Regions from separate parts of the Mus musculus genome. Here region 1 is linked to region 2. A link is a contact called in public ChIA-PET data. All regions are on one chromosome and are shown on one strand. Each heading gives the region's core, a stretch centred on a gene start, on an enhancer-like site or on the middle of the called end of the contact. The rest is flanking DNA. Distances are from core to core; before and after follow the strand shown.

What was found. ChIA-PET counts read pairs in DNA pulled down with a chosen protein or histone mark.
Region 1: a CTCF ChIA-PET map of liver shows a contact between it and region 2, with 4 times the contacts expected there. The contact joins two enhancer-like sites. A contact is called at or near these places in 1 of 39 promoter capture datasets (embryonic stem cells), 11 of 15 datasets of contacts at CTCF or cohesin (CD8 T cells, the G1E-ER4 cell line, the NIH/3T3 cell line and 5 more), 192 of 484 Hi-C or Micro-C datasets (3T3-L1-derived adipocytes, the AML12 cell line, the AtT-20 cell line and 94 more), 16 of 115 datasets of contacts at active chromatin or transcription factors (Th17 cells, Th2 cells, astrocytes and 10 more) and 1 of 9 other capture datasets (embryonic stem cells).

What each region holds. Positions count from the first base shown.
Region 1 is chr14:69,238,910-69,242,873 of GRCm38.p6, reverse strand. Slc25a37 (solute carrier family 25, member 37) reads left to right here. Exons shown (of 4, transcript NM_026331.3): 4 at 1-1,023. Among named protein-coding and RNA genes, the nearest start is that of Gm27222, 17 kb to the left of the region's middle. Within about 2 kb of position 1,458, at least 8 of the 459 cell types and tissues checked have an H3K27ac peak or open chromatin away from gene starts, as enhancers often do. A contact at or near this core is called in hepatocytes and liver, where this site is marked.
Region 2 is chr14:69,149,119-69,152,921 of GRCm38.p6, reverse strand. No RefSeq gene overlaps it. Among named protein-coding and RNA genes, the nearest start is that of Nkx2-6, 21 kb to the left of the region's middle. Within about 2 kb of position 1,326, at least 2 of the 459 cell types and tissues checked have an H3K27ac peak or open chromatin away from gene starts, as enhancers often do. A contact at or near this core is called in hepatocytes and liver, where this site is marked.

The DNA of each region.
Region 1 (3,964 bases), core at 209-2,708, 90 kb before region 2:
GCAAGACCAATATTTTCCCTTGGATTTTCTTTACAGTTATCTAATACTAGGATAGCCCCTTTGGTCATGGCCTTATAAGGTAGGACCAGGACTTCAGGACTCTGTGAGCTTGAAGTCCAGGGGTCCCATCCTGGCTATCCTCTCCTCATGATTGGTGGGTCTGCAGGAAGATAGCTTTTTTAACCTGCCCATCCAATTCAGTCACCCTAAGGTTGAGCGAGTGATATGTCTGCAAAAAAGTTGTTAAAGGTTGGGATACATTCAACGTAAGTTCTGTGCCAGTCAGTCCCCCCTCCCTTAGCTCCAACATTGAAATTGTCCTTGACCCTCACGCACATGATAGCCAGTGTGTTGATTGTCATTTTTGACGTTGCAAATTTCAAGATAGGAAAAGGCTCAGTGACCAGTTTAGGATAGCCATAACCTATCTCGGTCATTGGCATCTTTGGAGTGACATCCAAGGATGGACCATCCCACCTGTGTACAATGATAATACTTTAGCTGTGTGTGTGTGTGTGTGTGTGTGTGTTCAGGCCATGTGACAGTCAACCATTTAATAGATGAGTGTTAATTTATTATAGATAAATATTGATCTTTAAAAATGGGATGCTCTTAATTCATGACTTTTTAAAGAATTGGATTAAATATAGCTACTTTTATGTGAGCTTTCCCCTCTGTCCCCCTGCCCCTTCTCTCTGTCTCATTTCTCACAACCATCACCCTCCAGTGTCACCCCCAAGGCTATATCTCCAACATACTGCTATGCCATTAAGGTTTTATTTAACTTTATTTATGGATAATTATGTCTATGAACAACAAATGTGCCGTTACCGGTCACACAGTGTGTGGGATAAGAGTGGCCTAGTGTTGCTTTCCGAATGTCTTAAAATACCTGTGGTCAAGATTGTTTTTGCCTTTGTGGCCTTTGGGTTTGGAGAGCAGCATTGTGTTCACATGTGTGGATGTCTGTCGTGCTGCTACAGTTGTAACACTGGAGCTGGAAAAAATAAAGCATTGATCTTGAAACCATTGTGGGGTCTTTGTGGGGATGCAGAAGGGTCCGGAGAATGGGTTCAGAGGAGACTTGATGCGCTGGGAACTAGCTGAATAGGAAGCAGATCATCTTGCCAGCAGAGGGCGCTCATGTACATCACACGGCCTAGAGGCCTCCTGCTTGAACATCAGGAGGATGGCTCCCTCACCCCATCCCCACCCCGCCCCCGCACATACCTCTGTGCAGAGTCCGTCAGGAACCTCTTACAGAGAAAGTCTCAGATGACCAGAGTCCACAGTCTCAAAATATCACAGCCAAAGCCAGAGAGTAGAACTTTCCCAAGAGGTACAGGTGAGGAAGCCTGAAAGGAAAACGTTTGCTTTGAGAACGCTGGACTCTATCCCCAGAACCAAGGCCAAAGATCTGCTCAGTATGACTGCCGAGTCTCTCCCAAAAAGGTACAAAGTTAGAACGGAGGCTAAGCCTGGAATCCAGCCATGGACACAGGTGCCAGGTGGGCAAAGGTGCAGAGCGGAGAGTGCCACGGAGCAACTGTCTGACTTGTCTCCTCCTACCCGACTCTGAGCTACTCTATGTCCCTTGTGGCTTGTAGCTGCTGCATTTTGGTGTGGGGGTGTGGGGTGGGTTCAGGGTCTACTGATTCAACCCAGTCTGCCTGCCTGCCTCAGCCGGCAAACATGGTAGTGGTGGTGAGCGGAAGTCATGTGGAGCTGTGGGAAGGAAGCGTGAGATGTCCTACCCTCCATAAGATGCAGTCTAGTAGAATACAAAGCCAGCCCGCCCTGTTGTCGCAGGCCTGTTGATGCCAGCTACCTGGGAGGCAGGAGGTGATACATTCAAGACCAACATGGATTAAAGAGATTAGTCAAGCCACCATGAGTAGCTTAGTGGGGCAGGTTGTGTGAATGGGAGACCTGGCTCCATTTAAAGCACCTGCCATTCTTACTGAGGACCTGGGTTCAGTCCCCTACACTATAGGTGGTTCACACCCATCTGCAACTTCGTTTAGGGAATCTGATGATGCTTCTGGCCTCCAAGGGTGTCTGCACTTAGTGCACGTAGCCCTCCGCACATATGCATAACTGAAAATAATCTTAAAATCTTTTATTTTTAAAAAGTTTAAGGTGGTCTAGGGTTAAGCTGAGTGTCCAAGTACTTGCCTAGCACATATGAGAGGTTCTGGCTTAGTCCCTAGCACCTCACTGACACACTTCAGTCCCCTTCCCCAAGATGGCAGTGCTCCATGCTATGGGGGTTACAGGTAGCATGGAACCTCTTTGTGTACTGTTGGTTAGGTTCACTGGTTCTCCCTAGCCTGGGGGGGCTGAAGCTGCTCTGTCTGGCCTGGCCCCTCAGTGTTCATGTTGCGTTTCTTTCCATGCAGGGACTAATATTATGCTGGACATTCGCAATCTGCTCCAGTGGGGCAGTATTCACCACAGAAACGAGCGGTTTTTACAGATCTGGGTGCTTGTCTCCCTGAGAGCTGGTAGTACACTAGGCTGGTCCATAGCACACGTTTGGTGTGAAGTACGATTTTTTTGAGAGGGATAAAGCTGGTTTCACCTTAGAGTTCTTGGTTAGTGCCGCCTCTCTTAGCTCCTGGCCTTTCTCCTGTTACTCAGAGCCCCCTGCAGAACACAGTTCCTGCCTCCAAAAGTCCCTAAAGGAAGGGTTTTCTTTTCTCCTCAGCTAAGGTCTCCTGTCGTGACTTTTAGTGGGTAACTGCTCTACTAGGAAGAACTCAATGCTGATGCTGAAGGAGAGCCCTTGGTGGGATGGATGCCTCGGGAGGATGCCATTCTCCCACTGCTGTCCAACAGATTTAGCTGTGTGTGGGGGGCATGTGTGGGAGAGAGGAATAGAGGATTATTACCAAGTGTCCTATATAATCTAAGGCTGAATGTAGACCTTTAAGTATGGGTTGGGAAGGGAAAGCCTGGGCCATAGACACACTGCTTTGGGGTTTTGTCCATAGTAAGCTATAGTAACCATTTAAGCTGCCGTTTTAAATTCTAAAACAATTTTGTGTATGTGTTGGGGGTTGGGTGGGGGGCAGGTATGTATGTGCACATGAGTGCAGGTGCCCACAGAGTTCAGAAGAGAACATTGGATTCCCTTGAAGTTTACAGGCTGTTGGGAGCCACCCAGTGTGGGCACTGGAGACCATACTGAGGTCCCCTATAAGAGCAGCATGCACTCTTACCTATAGGACCATCTTTCTAGCCTCTAGGTTGTTTCCTCCTCCTGCTTCTCCTCCCCATCCTCAGGCTCCTCCCACTCCCTCCTTTCCTCCCTCCCCATCCTCTTCTCTCTCCTCCCCCCTTCTCTTCCCTTTTCACCATGATAAAATGCCTGGCTAAATCCATAACCATCTACATGGATTGGGCCCAGGAAATCTTCACAGTCATCAAGAATGGCCATGAAGCCTCTGAGCTAATTGATTGAGCTCTTTAGGTCAAAATTCAGTGCCAGGACCCAATGAAGTAAGAAGGGGATGAGAGTGGTGGTGGTGCCAGTTACAGGGTTATTTACAACATGGTAAAGGACATGGGGGGCAAAGCTCCCAACCTGTCACCCAACAGGCAAAACAGCTAGGGGACAGGGGCAAGAAAGACCAAGTGGGCAAGAGAACAACTTCAAGAAAACAGAGGAGGAAGATTGTGCCTTATAGGGAGGTGTGATCAGTCACATCACGGAAGGCAAGGGTATGTGAGATGCTTGCTCACTTCTGAGAGGGAGGGAGACTCAGAGGGAACAGAGAAATAAGAAGAAATGGAGAGCAGAGCCGTGGTGTGGTGGCACACGCCTTTAATCTCAGCACTCGGGAGGCAGAGGCAGGCAGATTTCTGAGTTCGAGGCCAGCCTGGTCTACAAAGTGAGTTCCAGGACAGCCAGGGCTATACAGAGAAACCCTGTCTTGAAAAACCAAAGAGAGAAAGAGAGAGA
Region 2 (3,803 bases), core at 77-2,576:
CCATTCTTAGGCAGGAGGGCCAGGCAGTATATGAGAGTTAACTGAAAGTCAGACTGGAAGCAAGCCAGTAAGCAGTGTTTCTCCATGACCTCTGCTTCAGTTCTTGCCTTGGCTTCTCTCAGTGATGAACTGCAATTTGTAAGCCAAATGGACTCTCATCTCTCAGGTTACTTTTGGTCAGTGTTTCATCACAGAAATACAAACAAATGACACTACTACTGTTAATTTTCTTAGATGTAATGACAGGAGTGTGATTTCAACAGGGCTGCTCAGCAGCCAAGAGGGCACAGGCTCAACAGATAATGTGGTGACAGGGCACACTTGGGAAAACTGCAGTAACTGACTATTTGATGAGTGGCAACTAGATATGCTTTGTACCTTGGTGTCCTTTTTCCCCTTAAAATTTTCATGTCAAAACAAAGGGGAAAGGGTTGGTAGAAGAGGAATAGAATAATAAAGAAGATAGAGAGAGGTAAATGGTTAGAGAGGGTGATGTGAGGCTTAGGGACTGTCTTAGTTCAGGTTTCTATTGCTGTGAAGAGACACTGTGACAAAGACATCCCTTATCAAGGTAAAGATTTAATTGGGACTGACTTACAGATTCAGAGGTTTAGTCCATTTTCATCATGGTGGGAGGCATGACAGAGTGCAGGAAAATAGAATGCTGGAGGAGCCAAGAGTTCTACATCTTAATCTGAAGACAGCTAGATGGGGGGATGGGGGGGGCTGTGCCACACTGGCCAAACTTGAGCATATATCTGAGACCTCAAAGCCCTTCCTCCATAATAACACATTTCCTTTAACAAAGCCACACCTCCTCCAATAAGGTGACACCTCCTAATAGTGCCACTTCCCATGGGCCAAGCATATTCAAACCACCACAGGAACCAAGTGAAAGAAGCCTGTGAAGTGGGGGTGGGGTCGGGTAGGTAAAAAAGATATGAAAGGCCACTGGCAGGCCAGGTAAAACAAGTGAGAAGTGAGTCTCGGACTTAAGGACAATCTGTGGTGACCATGGTGGGGATAGCCCCTCTGGTGCCTAAATCCAAAGGATGAGAGCATGGGGCCTCAGATGATGGGTCTTCAAGAAGCCAGGAACCCCTGTGAGTCTTTGTGGAGGGTAGGTTGTATGGAGGTGAGCTGTGCAGGGCATACAGTGGAATTACCGCAGTGCTTCCTAATAACCTTGGGTGCATTAGTTCCTGTATTAGCTTTTATTTCACAGTGTGGATTTATTCAAATGGGGGTGGGTGAGCAGGGGAAATGAAAGGACTAAAGCACAGAGTACATTTGTTTCTTCATTTTGACTGCTCTTAGGAATGTGATTCACAGTGATGGTTGTCTGGCAGTTAGGTTAGAAATGCAAAGTCCACTCTTTCTCAACAGTAAGCCCAGGGATTTCACCTCTTCTTTGTCTCCTCCTCCTCTTCCCTCTTCTCCTTTTCTTTGTCTCCTTTTCTTCTTTGTTACTAATGTTTTTTCTTTTCTCCTTTTTTCTTCTTCCTCTTCCTTCCCTCCCTCCCCTTCCTTCCTTCCCTCTGCCCCTCCCCTTCCTTCCTTCCCTCCCTTCCTCCCCTTCCTTCCCTCCTTTCCTCCCCTTCCTTCCCTCCTTTCCTCCCCTTCCTTCCCTCCCTTTCTCCCCTTTCTTCCCTCCCTCCCTCCCCTTTCTTCCTTCCCTCTGCCCCTCCCCTTCCTTCCTTCCCTCCCTCCCCTTTCCTTCCCTCCCTCCCCTTTCCTTCCCTTCCTCCCCTTCCTTCCCTCTCTCCCCTTCCTCCCCCTCTTCTTCCTTCCCTCCCTCCCCTCCCTCCCCTTCTGTCCCTCCCTCCCACTTCCTCCCCTCCCTCCCACTTCCTTCTCTCCCTCCCTTTCTCTTTCTTCCCTCCCTTCCTCCCTTTTTCCTTTTTTCTCCTAGAATTCTCAACTTGACAGGCTTTAGAACTGCATAGGAGGCAGACCCAGGCATACCTGTGAATGCTATATAGATTGTGGTTAGCCTCTGAAAAAATCTCTGTGTTCATCAGTGTGGGAAGACCCAAACCTCATCCCAGCAACCTGTAGTCATTGGGAAAACATCTTGAATCAATTTCCATCCCTCTCCTCTCTTCTTCCCTTCTTTAGAATCAAAGCAGAATTCATTTATGGCAAACAAAGGAAATATATAAACACACAGCAAGCAAAAGCAATATATAAATACACAAGAGTTCTATCCCACTACCTATATCTGATAATATCTGTCTATAGTTTTGATGTTTTTTATTAATAAATTTTCTTTAAAGAAGTATTAGTTCATGATTTTAATTTGCCTTTTAATGCTGTATGAAAAACTACATGTCATCATGTTCTTTTATGACACTATTTTGAGAAACTACATTAAATATCATGAAAGAATATTATATACATATATATATTTATAATTCTTAAAGATACATTTTTATATGGCATTTGTTTCTTCCAAATTTTCTCTTTCATAAAGAACAGAGACACTTTTCTACCCTATAATACACAATTTCTTGCTTTTAGATTTATTTCTTGGCACAGGATCGAGGAGAAGGGCACCAACTCTAGAAAGATGAATTATATTGGTGAATATAATAATGAGAATCACTGACAGATTTTCAAGATGATGACTTTGGGCACGAGCTGAGTCCCCTACCCCAAGTCCCTACCCTAGTGTGTTCTCAGAAGTCCGGATGTAAGGGGCAGGGCTTACAGGATCCTTATGTAGCTTCTTCTCTCCTGGGGTCTCTCCTCATCTCCTAGGACATCGTGGTTTCTAGAGGGGATGATCCTGTCTTGAGGAGCCAGGGGACCAGGAAGTGTTAGTGGGACATGGACATTGAATGAATTCACCCTTGGTACTCATTCAGAAGAGTGCTTTGCAATCAATCCAAAGAGAGAAGTAAAAAAATACCACCAACCAGCAAACATACATCTCTTCTCTTCCTCTTCTCTCCCTCTTTCTCTTCTCCTCTCTTCTCTTCTCTTCTCTTCTCTTCTCTTCTCTTCTCTTCTCTTCTCTTCTCCCCTCCCCTCCCCTCCCCTCCCCTCCCCTCCCCTCCCCTTCCCTCCCCTCCCCTCCCCTCCTTACAGGTTCAGAGGTTCAGTTCATTATCATCAAGGCAAGACCATGACAGCATCCAGACGGGCATAGTGCTGGAGGAGCCAAGAGTTCTACATCTTTATCTGAAGGCAGACAGGAGAAGATTGACTCCCATGTGGTTAGGAAGAGGGTCTTATTGCTCACCCCCACAGTGACATACTTCCTCTAATAAGACCACATTACTTTACCAAGGCCATACCTCCTAGTAGTGCCACTATTTGGGCCAAGCATATTCAAACCACTACAGCTATAAAAAGCATTATTGGGAAAGTTGGAGAGAAGGGAGATCTATCCGTGTTGAATTCATGATTTTAATAATGTGGTTATGTTAATGTAATGTATCATTATTGTAGGTGTGTATCGTATGGCTGCGTGTGGGTGCACAAGCCAGGGCATGTATGTAGAGGTCAGAAGACAATTTTGTGGACTCTCCTTATCTTCCACTTTTACATTGGTTCTAGATGTCAGTTGCATTCCTTAGTAGGGCATTTGCTCTCCAATTTGCCAAAGTCCTTCTTGCCTTTGGCATATGACACTTCTGGTCTTGATTTCCCTGGTCCTAGTTGCCACTGGGTTTCTCAAGCCTTACCTATAGGCCTATTGTAAAGACTGTCTGGGAATATTTAGAAACAAACTGTCATGCTCACATACCTAACACAGGGATCAATGTGTCGCTTTGTTTGTATGTAGCCATTGAAATGGT